Regions from separate parts of the Macaca mulatta genome. Here region 1 is linked to region 2. A link is a contact called in public Hi-C data. All regions are on one chromosome and are shown on one strand. The core of a region is the stretch at or near the end of the contact, and the rest is flanking DNA. Distances in the headings are between cores, read along the strand shown. Region 1 holds the start of ACSL1 (acyl-CoA synthetase long chain family member 1). Region 2 holds the start of CENPU (centromere protein U).

The links. A called contact is a pair of places that touch in the nucleus more often than the background predicts.
Region 1: a Hi-C map of fetal cortex germinal zone shows a contact between it and region 2, with 3 times the contacts expected there. The contact joins the promoter of ACSL1 here to the promoter of CENPU in region 2. A contact is called at or near these places in 3 of 14 Hi-C or Micro-C datasets (cortical neurons, fetal cortex germinal zone and fibroblasts).

What each region holds. Positions count from the first base shown.
Region 1 is chr5:193,251,753-193,259,052 of T2T-MMU8v2.0, forward strand. ACSL1 (acyl-CoA synthetase long chain family member 1) reads right to left here and starts at 3,257. Exons shown (of 21, transcript XM_028848938.2): 1 at 3,105-3,257.
Region 2 is chr5:193,161,972-193,169,580 of T2T-MMU8v2.0, forward strand. CENPU (centromere protein U) reads right to left here and starts at 3,937. Exons shown (of 13, transcript XM_015139596.3): 1 at 3,590-3,937; 2 at 552-600. The coding sequence starts at 3,639. LOC144340881 (a long non-coding RNA gene) reads left to right here and starts at 3,747. Exons shown (of 5, transcript XR_013417407.1): 1 at 3,747-3,991; 2 at 5,086-5,203; 3 at 6,486-6,827.

The DNA.
Region 1 (7,300 bases), core at 2,007-4,506, 89 kb after region 2:
TTTTCAGAAGCCCCTTGAAGTACCAGCATGTTGAAACTCAAACTCAACTCCCTGCAGCTTCAGATCAGCGCTGGCCACTGAGAATTCTTCTCCAGGCCCCAGTGTCGAAGGCACTTTTGACCGTCATGCGTTTGTCTGACGACCAAGTTGGACTGCCAGCCTTCACTAAGAACTCCAGCACCTTTATCTACCTCCTGTCAGATCACTGCCTGTCAGAGACTGAGGCCTAAAAAGGCTTTAGGATACCAACAGCTTTGAGCTGCCTTAAAGGAAATTCTTCTCTATTTTGTAGTACAGGAGTCTCATGCATTGCATCATCCAAACAAGACTGTCCACAAAACATTACTAATGGATTCTAATTTAACAGAGTTCGGTTATGAGAGACAGTAAACACAAATGGGCACGTTTTAAATGGCAAACTTACACAATAAATTCAATTGATCTTAAAAACGAAACATTCCTCTAAGGTTACTGACTATAAATATCTACAAATTACTATTCCTACAGTCTTGCTATTTCCAGAAAAGTGAAACTGGAAGGGAGAGAGGAGGAGAAATACCCAGCTCTAATGACAAGACAACCTCATCTTTTCTCAAAAGCCTCCCCAAACACACAACCATTTTCCACAAAACAGTTACATCAAAAAAGATGTAGCAAGACCTAGACATTAAGCATGCTAGAAGGCAGGGACAGTTTTACCAGTGTTTGTGGCAGCAACTCTGAGATAGTCATTTTACATCAAATGCCGAACGTCAATGCATAAGAAATTTGAGTTTGTGGTAAGCCCTGGGTTATACATAATGCCAAGAAGAGAAAACTATCACATAATCTGAATTATATTCACTTTTCTGCATACACCACAGCATGCTGGTACACTTCCAGTTAGCCTAAACTTCACCCAAAAGTAGAGGTGGCTATGAAAACTCTACCTGTATGGTATAAACAGACACCTGTCCCTACATGCGTGAGTCACATGTATCTACCTCCCAAATACCAAAAACTTAACAGCTCAGATTTCTTTTTGGTCAGGCTGCCTGCAATAATAATAAAAATACTGCAAAAATAGGAACAACAGAGACAGGAAGGAAATATGTCAAAATGCTTAAAATTGTGGGGGAAGAGTATTTTTTTTTTTGTCTTTGGACAGAGTCCTGCTCTGTCCCCAGTCTGGAGCGCAGTGGCGGGATCTTAGCTCATCACAACTTCTGCCTCCCGAATTCAAGCGATTCTTCTGCCTCAGCCTCCCGAGTAGCTGGGATTACAGGCGCGTGCCACCACGCCTGGCTAATCATTTATATTTTTAGTAGAGATAGGGTTTCTCCATGTTGGTCAGGCTGGTCTTGAACTCCTGACCTCAAGTGATCTGCCCGCCTTGGCCTCCCAAAGTGCTGGGATTACAGTGAGCCACCGCACCCGTCTGGGTAATTTTTTTTTTCAAGTATTCTGTTTACAGTAAATTCAGAAAACGAAGTCTTTAATATGTCTATTATTTTAAAGTGAAGAGGTATAAGGTGTGCTGCTAACAAGTTTATTTTTCTAGTCACAGTATTTGGACTCATGAAATATTTTAGTCTAATGCAGTTTGTTCACAAACTGGAAGGGAGAGAGGAGGAGAAATACCCAGCTCTAACGACAAGACAACCTTATCTTTTCTCAAAAGCCTCCCCAAACACACAACCATTTTCCACAAAACAGTTACATCAAAAAAGATATAGCAAGACGTAGACATGAAGCATGCTAGAAGGTAGGGACAGTTTTACCAGTGTTTGTGGCAGCAACTCTGAGACAGTCTGAGGGGGCCTCAGACTAGGTAGGTGTTTTCCGAGTTGAGTCAGAACAAGAAAGTAAGTCTCCCAAGACCCGGTCCTTTTCCACTATATGGCACTGCACTGTCTAGCTCCAACCTGATGGCGAGCAATGGTTCCTTAAACAGCTCCATCTTCTCAAGCCTACGCAGCACACACCTACAACTCAAACTTTACGTTTTAGCCAACCTAACCTTCCCACATGCACTTGAAAAAAAAAAAAAAAGAATCAACCAGAAGTTTTTGATTTTTTTGCTGGCATGAGGCCAATAACTGTTTTCCATGGGACAATCACAGGTTAAATTGTGAAATGTGTGGCAGAACCTGCAAGATTTAACCAGTTTCTCTCAAAGCTAATCAAAAGCCAAGAAATAATAAAAGGCAGGGAGGGCAGTGAGAGTCGCGGGACTTCAGATACTCCTGCACCAAGAAGCTTAAAAGTCTTAGCCAGGGCACTAGAGGACGCTTTTAGAATGGTCACTCTTAACTACGCTCCATAACCTTGAAATTGGACGGAGTGGGGAAGGGGTTTCCACACTCTCACACGCACTGACTGGGGGAACGCCTGTCCCCAGACTCGAATCCACGTGTCCATTCAAGTCATCTACCGCCACTCTCTGTCTACGCTGCCAGGTGACAGACGTTATCTTTGCTTCTCAATTTCAAAAAATGCCAGCACGCCTTAGATCAATGCTCCACGGTCAAGTGCAGGGGCCACGGGCACTCCTCTGGAGACACTGCGAGAATGTCGGCAACTGGCAGCGGCCTCTGAGCTGCCTGTGGGCCTCGTGCCGGCGCGCGGCGTGGGGCCGGCATCTCAGCGGGCGCGGGTGCAGTCCCGCCCCACGCGCGGTCCGAACGCCCGCGAACCCGGTCTCTGGGGCAGGCAGGGGCCGCGGCCGAGAGAAACGTCAGCGGTCTGGCGGGGCCACCTCCTCCCAACCGAAGCGCGGCGTCCGGCCGCTCCGCCGGGCCGGTCCCCGCCGCCGCACACACAGGGGTCGGTACCGCGCGCATCCCCCGCCGCGCACAAGCCCCGCGCCCGCGCCGCCCGCGGCTCAGACACAGGAAGCCGCGGCGGCACGGGCGCCCTGGAGGCCTCCGGCTGCCGAGGGAAGCGGGGCCGCGGCAGGAGGCCGGAAAGGCGGCGCGGCCCCACGAGCCTGAGGCGGCTCACGCGCCTCCGCGGCGGCCGCTGCTCCGGGCTCGGCCCTGAAGGGCAACCTCAGCCCGCGCCTCGGCCGGGGCCCAGGCACCGCCGCAGGAGCAGGCGCGGCTCCGCACGGCGGGCGCACTCACCTCCTCCGTGGACCGGCCGCTCCGCCGCCGGCTGTCACCGCAGCCCACTCCCTGCCCCGCGCCGGCTCTGGATGCTATTTAAGGCGCCGCTGGCGCCGCCGCCTCTGCCTGCTAGTTGCGCCCCCGCCACCGCCGCGGTTGAGCCAGGATGCTCCTGGTGCGCTCGCCGCGCCGGCCCCGCCCTCCCGCGGCCCCGCCCCCCAGAGGCCCCGCCCCATCCGCAGGCCCCCGCCCCCCGCAGGCCCCGCCCCGCCGCGCGCCCGGCCGCCCTCCAGTCTGGGTGCGCGTGGCTGGCGGATGGCAGGCGGGGGAGAGGCGGCGGCGGGCGAACGCAGCTGGAGTCGCCCGGACTGCCTGGGATTTCATAATGAATCTGAGGAAGGACAAAGGGTACATTGGACCGCCTCACCTCAGAGGCCCTGGGCCCTGCGATGCCCGAGGGGCGGGCGGCGCCCTCCGGATCCTGCACCCTCAGCCCGTGCCCCGCTGGCCTCCTGGCAGGCCGGGCTTCTGCTGCGAGGGCCCTGGCGGCAAGGGCCTTCCTCTCCGTTTTTGCTTGACACCGACTTGCGCGGCCGCTTTGAGCCCTTTTTCACCGCGGCCCCACAGGGCTTCGCCACGCTGCCTGGCCGGAAGACCTTTTCTGTCTGGTGTCTGCAGAGCCTGAGGTGGGCAGCGCCTGCAGCTCACACCAGTGCAGGGGAGCTGAGGGACGACTGCGCGCTGCACCAGGGCGGCCACCTGCTGTGCGGTTCTCAGGGCTTCCGCGTCCCTGCCATGCCCGTCTGGGGGCTTCAGAAGCCAACACGATGGTTTTCGGGCTCACATTCCAAAGGCTACTCTTCCTTGTAGCACCTGGGACCGACCAGGAACCTCAACTTCTAACAACAGTGGTCCCGGTTACCGTGGGGTTTGCGCCCAGCGTTGGCTGGCGGGCCGTTTGAAGAATGATTGTTGTCATAAAGGCCTTTGATAATAACAGATACTGTTTACCCAGTGCTTGATGCGAGGCACTGCTACAAACATTGCATACACATTATTCTATTTAATCTTCATAATCCGGTGGGGTAGGTGCTGTCATTACTGTCCTTTCACCAAAGAGGAAGCGGGGCACAGAGGTTGAATGCTAGTGAGGGCAGTACCACACTTGGCACTTAGGTCGCTCCCAGAGTGTGGGCACAACCACCACAGGACTATGCCTGGGCTGCAGGCCGGGGAAACTGACCATGGGTTCGCCCCAGGCCTCAGGCACCCTGCAGTTCACTCCCACAAATATCTGAAGGACTTTCCCTGGGTCTCTCCCACAATGTGCTGGGCGCAGCGGTGCAGTGGGGTGAGGGCAACGCACACACCAGCAACCTCTCTGGCAGCTCAGTTCTTCTAGATCTAGAAAAAATGGACTCCACGTTCGTTTTCACTGCTTCCCACTTGGCTAATCCCTGGTTTTTCTGTCCAGATCTCGCCTCCCCACCCATGATTTTGTCATCTTTGCCTCTCCTTTTTCATCTTACTTCTGCAACCAGTCCCTCAGCCCCAGAGCCTCTGCAGGCACCTCCCAAGTTCTGTGGTCTATTTTTTTCAAGGGCTGCTGGAACAAAGTACCACACACTAAGTGGCTTCAACAATCGAAATGGTATGGTCTTTCCTGGTTCTGGAGACTAGAAGTACAAAATCACGGCGAGGGCAGGGCTGGCTGCCTTTGAGGGTCATGAAGAGCATCTGTGCCAGGCCTCTCTGGCTTGCAGATGTCCATCTTCTCCCTATGTCTCCTCACACCATCTTCCCTGTGGTGTGTGTGTGTGCAAATTCCCCCTTTCTATAAGGACACCAGTCATACTGGACGAGGGCCCATCCTAATTGCCTCATTTTAACTTGATGACCTCTGTAATCAAGAGATAATCTCCAAGTAAGGTCCCATTCTAAGATACCTGAACAGCCAGGCACGGTGGCTCACACCTGTAATCCCAGCACTCCGCGAGGCCGAGGCAGGCAGATCAACTGAGGTCAGGAGCTCAAGACCAGCCTGGCCAACATGGTGAAACCCAGTCTCTATTAAAAATGCAAAAATTAGCGGGGTGTGCTGGCGCATACCTGTAGTCCCAGCTACTCAGGAGGCTGAGGCAGAAGAATTGTTTGAACCCAGGGAGGTGGAGGCTGCTGTGAGCCAGTCAAAATTGCGCCACTGCACTCCAGCCTGGGAGACAGAGCAAGACTGTCTCAAAACAAACAAACAAACAAACAAACAACAACAACAACAACAAAACCCTGAACATGTGAACTTGGGGAATGTGGAGGGGACAATTCAACCTGTAACAAGTCGGTCATCTCTGGTTGTCTCACCTTATCTCTTCTCCTCAAGACGCTTTACTCTTAAACCGGGTGCCTCTCCCTGGGCTCTAGCCCTTAATGCAGCTGATTTCCAACTCAAGGGTGGGAAAGGCACACAACCCAGAATCAGACCTGAGTTCGCACTCCTTCTGGCAAGAACTTCTATGTGACGTTGGGAAGCACCTTCATTCCTTAGAACCTAGATTTCTCCTCAGGATATAAGGGGGCTGGGCTAAATAATCTTTTAGGTCTCTTTCAGAACAAACACTTAAAAAAAAAAAAAACTTTTTGAGTCTAATCACTCCAAAAAGTTTTACAATGTGCGGGGTTGTCTTGTGGCCTTGAGTAAAGACTTTGATGGGAAGCAGTATTGCATAGTGGTTAAGAACACAGGCTTTGGGGTCAGTGAATCTGCATCAAGCCTCATTGCATCCTCCTTAAATAAGGAATAATGCCTACCTCAGACAGGTGTCATAGGATTGACAACCATGCCCTTGGTGTTCTCATTAAATGAAGATTCCAGACTCTATATTTGGGAGTTTGTGACTTAGGTAAAAAAAAAACAGGTTTTGTTTTGTTTTGTTTTGTTTTGTTTTGTTTTGTTTGAGATGAAGTCTCGCCCTGTCACCCAGGCTGGAGTGCAGTGGCGCAATCTCAGCTCACTGCAAGCTCCGCCTCCCGGGTTCACGCCATTCTCCTGCCTCAGCCTCCTGAGTAGCTGGGACTACAGGCGCCCACCACCACGCCCAGCTAGTTTTTTGTATTTTTAGTAAAGACGGGGTTTCACCGGGTTAGCCAGGATGGTCTCAATCTTCTGACCTCGTGATCCACCTGCCTCACCCTCCCAAAGTGCTGGGATTACAGATATGAGCCACCGTGCCTGGCCTTTTTTTTTTTTTTAAATGAAGGACATAAACTTTTTTTTTTTTTTTTTTTAATTAGGCCAGGTGTGGTAGCTCACACCTGTAATCCTAGCACTCTGGGAGGCAAAAGCAGGAGGATTGCTTGAGTCCAGGAATTCAAGACCAGCCTAAGCAACATAGTGAGACCCTGTCTCTAAGAAAAAGTTTTTAAAAATTGTATCACAGTGATCACAATGACCACTATTCACATCATAATGGCTTTTCTTTTGGCTATTGATGCTGCAGTGTTTTTGTATACTGAAATATGTCAGTGGGACCAGCAACATTAAAGAATAAAGATCCTGGATGAAAATAAACACTAGTAATCCTGGTGTCCTCTCCAATAGAATTAAACTTATGAATCAGTAGTATTATAATGCTATGTAGTTATGAGGAATGGAATTCTTTTAGAAGTAGGCAGCATGAATCTATACTTCCTTGTACTTACTTCTTTAAGAAATCAGTCTTAACCCTCCTTTCTACTTTCTTGTCTTTTCAAACATCTCTCTAGCCAAGAAAATAAGAGCCAATTGGATATTATAGTGGTGCAAATTTCCTAGTGGAAATTTGAGTCTTTTTTTGGTTGCTCCTGCTCTTGTTACATTTTGGCCTGATTAAAATGTTGTGGCTAGTTCTGGCTAGATTCACATTGATATCTGCCTACCACTGATTGATCAATCTCCTAGAGAAGCTAAAGAGAGTTGGGTTGGGTGCAGTGGCACATGCCTGTAATCCCAGCGTGTTGGGAGGCCAAGGTCAGCGGATCACTTCAGCCCAGGAGTTCGAGACCAGTGTGAGCAACATGGCGAGATCCTGTCTCTACAAAAAACACAAAAATTAGCCCAGCATAGTGGTGTGCACCTGTAGCCTGTAGTCCCAGCTACATGGGAGGCTGAGGTGGGAGGATCTCTTGAACCCAGGAGGTCGAGACTGCAGTGAACCGTGATTGCACCATTGCACTTTGGC
Region 2 (7,609 bases), core at 2,687-5,186:
AAAGAAAGCCCAGGGCAGAACAAGCAGAAGTAACTCCTTCCAGGGTGCCTGGCACTGTCATACACTGTTAATGTGAGATTACAATGCCAATCACACAAGCCACTGGAAAAAATATTGGAATTAGCAATCAAGAACATTAAAGAAATGTACACACTTTTCACATACATTTATTCTAGGACTCTACTCTAAAGAAAAGTAAACCTGTAATGTGAACTAAGTGGAGTATCATGAAATCATAAACAATTCTTGAAAAGTACAACGAGAAATGGCTTTAAGTGAAAAAAGTTGACAGCATTGTACAATTTTTACATGAAGCCAATTATCTAAACGAAAATAAAACCAACCTAGGCTCAGAAATAAAGGAAATTCTAAAACATTAACAGAAGTCATTTTATCCACTATACTGGAAAAAGTGTGAGGAAAATGAACACACTTTTTCACTACAAGAAACACTGAACTTGCCAAGTGAAGTCTACAAAACTGAGGTACTCAAAAAATGTTATTTTGTACTGTTAATTTTGAGAAAACTACAACACAAAAAGATAACTTACATCTTTCACGGAATGTGTTCTTTCTAAAGTGTTCTTCGAACGTCTTGCACTATTAAACAGCAAAAAAAAACCACAAGAGTTATGAAATAGTTAAAATAACTGAGGAAACACCATAGTTATGATCCTTTCCACACATTTTTACAATAAAAAAAAAAGAACCCATATTCCACAAATTTATTTTTTATAGGTCAAATCCTATCACCAATGTTATAAAATAACATACCTCTCCCCCTCAGGGACATGGAAAAGTTGGAATCTTGCTGTTAACTTTTTCCCTGAGGCCTTAATCAATCAGCAGTAATTGACTTTCTCTGCAGAGCTGAACAAAGGGGAGGTAGGCTAATGCTAAGTCCGGACACCTGCTCCATCCTGTGCCTGGCTCTCGTATGTCCTTTTCTCATTTAATTCTAACAGTCCTATAAGGTAGAAGTGAATCCCATGTTACAGATGTATGCTTGCCCACAGCAACACGGAGCCAGGAGGGAGACAAGCCTGCATTAACATTTACATCAGTTCAAATCCAGGGCCTGCCCTCGACCTCCCTTCACACTCTCTCAGTTGGGCCATAGCTTCAAACGATAAAGTTGTATATATATCTTCAACAAGCTTCAAGGAAACAGATGTAACAATGGTGACTAGAATAAAAACGAGAAATAACAGTGGCAGGAATTATATATTATTATTACTAATAGTGCCAGGAGTCAGTGAATATGTACAGACTATCCTCCACCAACCAGGCATCATACAAGGGTACGGGGGGATACTCTGGAATAATACAGTACATAATTCCTGACTTTAAAATACGCCATGCAGATTGTAGCCATATTTTTCTCATTTGTAGATAGCAAAATCAGCTTAGTGAGTCTAAACCAATGTTTTGGTATCCTTTTATTTGATATCATTTCAAGCTCACAGAAAAGTTGCAAACAGTACAAGGACCTTCTGTATGCCCTTTACTCATTTGCTGTGTGCGTGCGCGCGTGTGTGCGTGTGTGACTGGAGACACTGTGCACCTCTACCCCTAAATACCATAATATGTCTTTCCTAGGAGGGCATTATCCTGCATATTCATGGTACAATTTCTAAAATCAAGGAATTTAACACTGATACCATAATCTAATCTACAGTCCATACCCAAATCACATCAATTGTCCTATAATGTCCTTTTAAGATTGCCAGGCCAGCATTTTAAAAAAAACAAAAAAAAGGAAAATATAAAATGAAACATTGCACTGGATATACTATGTTCATAAGCCTTTTGTTTTGTTATGTGTGGATGTGTGCGCATGTGTACTAAGTGTGATATAAAACATCATTACTGTGAATCACAGTTTAAAAAAAAAAAGTTAGAAAACTGTTCAGAGCAGTGGTTCCCAGACTGGAGTGTCATCAACATTCGCAGCAGGGCTTGTGAAACAGGTTGCTCAGCACCACCCCAGGAGTGTATGATTCAGTCCCTCTGGGGCATGGCCTGGGACTCTGCATTTCTAACAAGTTCATGATTTATTTACTTCATGAAACCTAAGGAAGAAGGTAGGACAAGTACTGGTTTTATGGCAATTTTATAGATGATGATTCCGGGGTTCCTAAAATTTAAGTGACTTATCAAGGGTCACAAAGCCAAGTAACAGAAACACAACAAAAACTAGACCACATAAACTTCATCATCTAAACTCTTTGAGCTGTCTTGTCCTTTCTTGGGGGGGAAAAAAAGTCAAGGTTCCTCCTTGCCTTAGGTTGCAGTCAAGGTGGGGCTTCTGAGAGACAGAAACCTCTGTGACAACCCACAGGTAAAATTTCTGGGCCAGGTGCGGTGGCTCCCGCCTGTAATCCCAGCGCTCTGAGAAGTCAAGGCGGGCGGATCATGAGGTCAGGAAATCGAGACCATCCTGGCCAACATGGTGAAACCCCATTTCTACTAAAAATACACAAATGAGCTGGACGTGGTGGCTCACGCCTGTAATCCCAGCTACTGTGGAGGCTGAGGCAGGAGAATCGCTTGAACCTGGGAGGCGGAGGTTGCGCCACTGCACTCCAGCCTGGGCTAGAGTGAAATTCCGACTCAAAAAAAAAAAAAAAAATTCTGTTGTATGTGCATTAGTGTGTTCTGGGAGGAGGCCTGAACAGATTTCATGAGTCTCAAACCCAAAAATGTTAAAAAAAATAAAAATAAAGACAACAAAAACCACTAGCCTTTCGGATAAACTCTTTTCAGCTGATATTCAAGGCTGACATTCTTTTCTAATCCTCTTCTCCACTGGCCCCAGGAGTCTGGTCTCGGTTTCCCCACCTACCTGCGGTGTCCTGCTCCAGCTTTCCACCCTAACCCCGCAGCTGCCAGCACCACCTTCTCCAGGCAGCCTTCCCCGCCGGGGAACTCCTGTTGTCTTCAGACCGTCTTGGCGCACGGTTTTGTGCACGGTCTGCAGCGAGCCGAGACCCTTCCCGCCAGATCCAGGCCGGGCCTTGGATGGCCATTCGCCAACCAATCAGCGACCAGCATTCTAGAGCGCGTCTTGCAACCGACCAAACGCGCGCTGGCTTTGATGAACAACAACCGCTCCACCCACCCTGAAGAAAGGCAGGCGGCAGCTCGCTCCCCCAGCCACACTTGTGCTCCGGTCTGTGGTTTGCAGTCCGAAAACACCAGCGTCTTCAAAATAAGAAAACTGATTCCCGGAGAGTAAACTCCACTCACATTAAAGTCTGCCAAATCGTAGGCAATAAGTATTTGCTGAATGTTTTGCTTTCAAGCTAACACTTCGACACTCACTACTCTGGACGGCACTACTGCCCCCTACAAAACGACACGACACTGGCTAACGTCTTCCCGCCCGCCAGGCAGGGTTAGGCCCGTGCGGGTGGGAATCACTCTTATCCCCACTAGTCTGACGAGAAAGCCGGGACCCGGGCGACTGGCCACTCGAGCGAGCTCCACAGTGGAGCACGAACAGCGCCGGGAGGCGCAAACCGCGGCAGGCGAGGAAGCAGTTCAAGCTGGTCTCCGGCCTCGCGTTCTGAGGGTCGGCAGTACTTACCCCTCAGGCCTGTGAGGCCGCGACCGCCGACGCCTCCCCCGCGGAGCCATGATGCCGCCCTCCGCTCCCGAGCGACTGGAAGCTCCCGCCAAGCCCCTCGCCGCTCCGAGCAGCCAATCCGGGCCGAGCACGCGCGCGTGCGCAGAACTTCCTGAGCGGGCCCCGGGCTCCTCCCCGCCTTGGAGCGGGAGGGAAAACTGGGCCTGGCTATCACACCGCAACGGAACTGAAGTCCATGCCGCACAACCAGTTACCTACGGTCCATGTCATGCCAAAGTTTTCCGGGCTTTCCTCCCACCCGCATCGCCAGTTTTCCAGAGCCCGAAAGCCCCGGAGCCACGTGGGACCGCCCCCTGTGGGTGGGGAAAGGGGAGGAGCTAGTGTCCTTGAGCCTGTGGGCAGGTAAGTGGGTGGGCGCAGACCAGCTATCGCAGCTGGTGCCGCTGAGGCCGCAGTCGTCTTGACAGACCCACAGGATTTGGCTTGCAGCCCCTGCTGCCTTTATCAGCTGTCTGAGCTTAGCACGTTACTTTACCTCTATCCCAGCACCTTCATTTGTAAATGGTCAGGGATCCTTTTGTTCTTTTATTTTGTTTCTGTTTAAAAATGTGTAATGCAGAAGAATGAAATTGAACCCTTACCTTACACCGCGTATAAAAATTAACGCAAAATGGATCAAACACCTATATATAAAGGCTAAAATTAAAATTAAAACTCTTAAAAGAAAACAGAGCAAAAGCTTCATAACATTGGACTTGGTGGTATGATTTCTTGGATATGATACCAACAGCAGTTTGGGATGATGAAAACGTTTTGGAAATAGTGGTGGATGGATGCACAAGATGAACGTACTTGATGCCACAGAACTGTAAACTTACAAACGGTTAAAATGCTAAATTTTGTTGTGTATATTTTACTATGATAAAAAATTACGTTTCATGCATATAAAAGAATATAACATGTGTAATGTAAGGATAAAAACAAACATCCGTGTAACCAGCACTGGATGGGGATATGAATCATTATTATACATAACTCTTGGGTACCCCTCTGAATGGCACCCTCCTCCTCCAGAGAATAACCACTGTTCTAATTTTATGTGTATCATTCCTGTGGTTTTCTACCTTGATATAGCCCCAAATAATGTATTGATTATTGCATGTTTCTAAACTTTATATGATATTTGGTAGGTATTCTGCAAATGTCCTTTCTTACTAAAGCTATTGCTTTTATTTTTTATTTTATTTTTCCATAAATTATTGGGGTGCAGGTGCTATTTAGTTACATAAGTAAGTTCTTTTTTTTTTTTTTTTTTTTTTTTTGAGACGGAGCCTTGCTCTGTCTCCCAGGCTGGAGTGCAGTGGCCCAGTCTTGGCTCACTGCAAGCTCCACCTCCCGGGTTCATGCCATTCTCCTGCCTCAGCCTCCCGAGTAGCTGGGACTACAGGCGCCTGCCACCACGCCCAGCTATTTTTTTTTTTTTTTTGTATTTTTAGTAGAGATGGGGTTTCACCGTGTTAGACAGGATGGTCTTGATCTCCTGACCTCAGGATCCACCTGCCTCAGCCTCCCAAAGTGCTGGGATTACAGACGTGAGCCACTGCGCCCGGCCGAGTAAGTTCTTTAGTGGTGATTTGTAAGATCCTGGTGCATCCATCACCCCACTGCACCATATATGTTGTGTTTTATCCCTTGCCCCCATCCCACTCTTCCCCCTAAGTCCTCAAAGTCCATTGTATCATTCTTAATGCCTTTGCGTCCTCATATAAATCTGTTACTGTTAGATGTATCCGCAATTGCATCTAAATCTGCATGTAGCTGCAGTTCATTTATGTTCAGTCTTTGGAATGCATAAGTAAATACTCCATATTTTATTTATCTGTTCTCTTGTGTGTGGGTGTATCAGTTGTTTGCAGTACTTTGTTGTTACCAACAATACAGCACTGAACACTCTTATAGGAGGTTTGCAGGGGACATGTCTAAGAGCTTCTCTAGGGATAGATTCAGTAGGGATATTACTGCTATGTAGGATACAGAGTACAGCTTTCCATGATAATACCAGTGTTTACACATTGTAGATCGTACAGTTTACACCCCCCCCCCCACTGGCTTCAAATATTATCAATATTCAGCATTTTAAAGACTTTTACATTGTTTATCCAGTGAGTTAAAATGGGTTTCCATATGGGCATCCTGTTGGGTTTTGGTTTGCATTTCCCCTAAGTTGATCATCTTTTTTACTGCTTATAGGCCATTCCTATTTCCTCTTCAGTGAAATGCTTGTTTACCTGGAAATCATGTGGGCAACTGCCATAGAAGGGAATCACCTGTAAGGTATTAAAGGTAGTTCCCTGTGGGTGGGTAGAAATAAGTTCCTGGAGCCACTAAAAGTAGTTGCCCTTAAGAGAGTGAGTGAGAAGCTCCGTTTTCTAGGAAAGGGGGTGTAGTCAAACCTTTTGTGCTTGCGGGTCTGAAAAAAGAAACTACCCAGTCAAAACAAGAAGGGGTTCAGCACTCTGGGTGGAAATAACAAACGCTCAACCCAAATACATGTAAATAATAAAGGAAAATCAGGAGCATGCATCACTGAAATGTCCAGGGTTAGAATGAGTGTGCAGTGGAGTTGGATGGAGAGGTTTGAGAAGCGGGCAGGGCCCTGAGTCACTGAAACATCCAGAGGTAGAATGAGTGTCCAGCTGAGTTGGATGGAGAGGTTTGAGAAACCGTCAGGGCTCTGAGTCCTTTTGCTTGCCCACCTCGTACGTCGACTTTTCCAGGGGCCAGGTCTTCTGTTTTCCCTCTTCCTTCTGGATTTACCGAGCACTTATGATGCAGGCGTTGTCCTGAGTGATTACTATCTGTTGACTCATGTAATCCTCTCAATTACCCTCTGCAGTAGGCACTGTAATCCCACGTCTCAGCGGAGGATCCCAGGGAGCGGTCCCACTGACAGCAAGTGGTGCTGCCTGAGTGAGCTCCTGGGAGCCTGGTCCAGAGCTTGAAACCCGGCACCATTCCGTGTCTGTCTGAATTCCACCATTCAGAGAAAGAGACTCCGTATCTCCCAGCCTTCCCAGAAAAAGGGCTGCCGCGCCTACCTGTATTAGGGCTCTCCAGAGAAGCAGAACCAATGTACATACGGGGACAGCAGGGAGAGATTTTAAGAACTGGCTCATGCGAATGTGGAAGCTGACAAGTCTGCAATCTCTGGGAACAGGCGCACAGGCTAGAAACTCAGGTAAGAGTTGATGTTGCCATCATGAGTCCAAAATCCACAAAGCAGGTCAAACAGCCTGGAAACCCAGGCGGAGGGTCTGTGTGGCAGGATTGAGGAGAATTCCTTCTTCAGGAAATCTCAGTCTTAAGGCCTTCAACAGATTGCATGAGGCCCACCCACATTATGGAGGGTGATGTGCTTCAGTAAAAGCCTACTGATTTAAATAGTAATCACGCCTAAAAAACGCCTTCATGGCAATACCTAGACTGGTGTTTGCCAAACAACTCGGCACCATAGCATAGCCAAGTTGACACCTAACATTAACCATCACACTGCCCCTGAACCAATCCCTGTGGCCGGGGAAATGGAATACACTCATTTGCTTCCTGGCACCACCTGGATTCCGGCTGGAACTGGAGTGGCGGGGAGCGGAGACAGATACATCCATGACAGAAACTTGCGCAGGGTTGTAGAGCTGTTCATAGGGAAGCTAGATTCCAACCCACTCCTGCCTTTGTTCCACGCTGCTTCCGCAGTTAGACTGTCAGCTTAGGGCAGTGATTCTCAGCTTGGGTGAGGGGAAGGCAGAGGGAAAGGGGTCTACTAGGATGCCTGGGGCGGGGTAACCTGATAAAGCCAGTGGATGCTATCACAGGAAGGAGACTCCTGGGGTGCTCTGAGCAGAGGTTGTGTGAGAGCCCTACCTACGATACTGACCCAGAAGAGCCATCTTGGAGTTTCTGTAGTGATTTGTGTTGTTGAGGATGGAAACCACAGCATCTCTGCGAGTTTCTAGATATAGA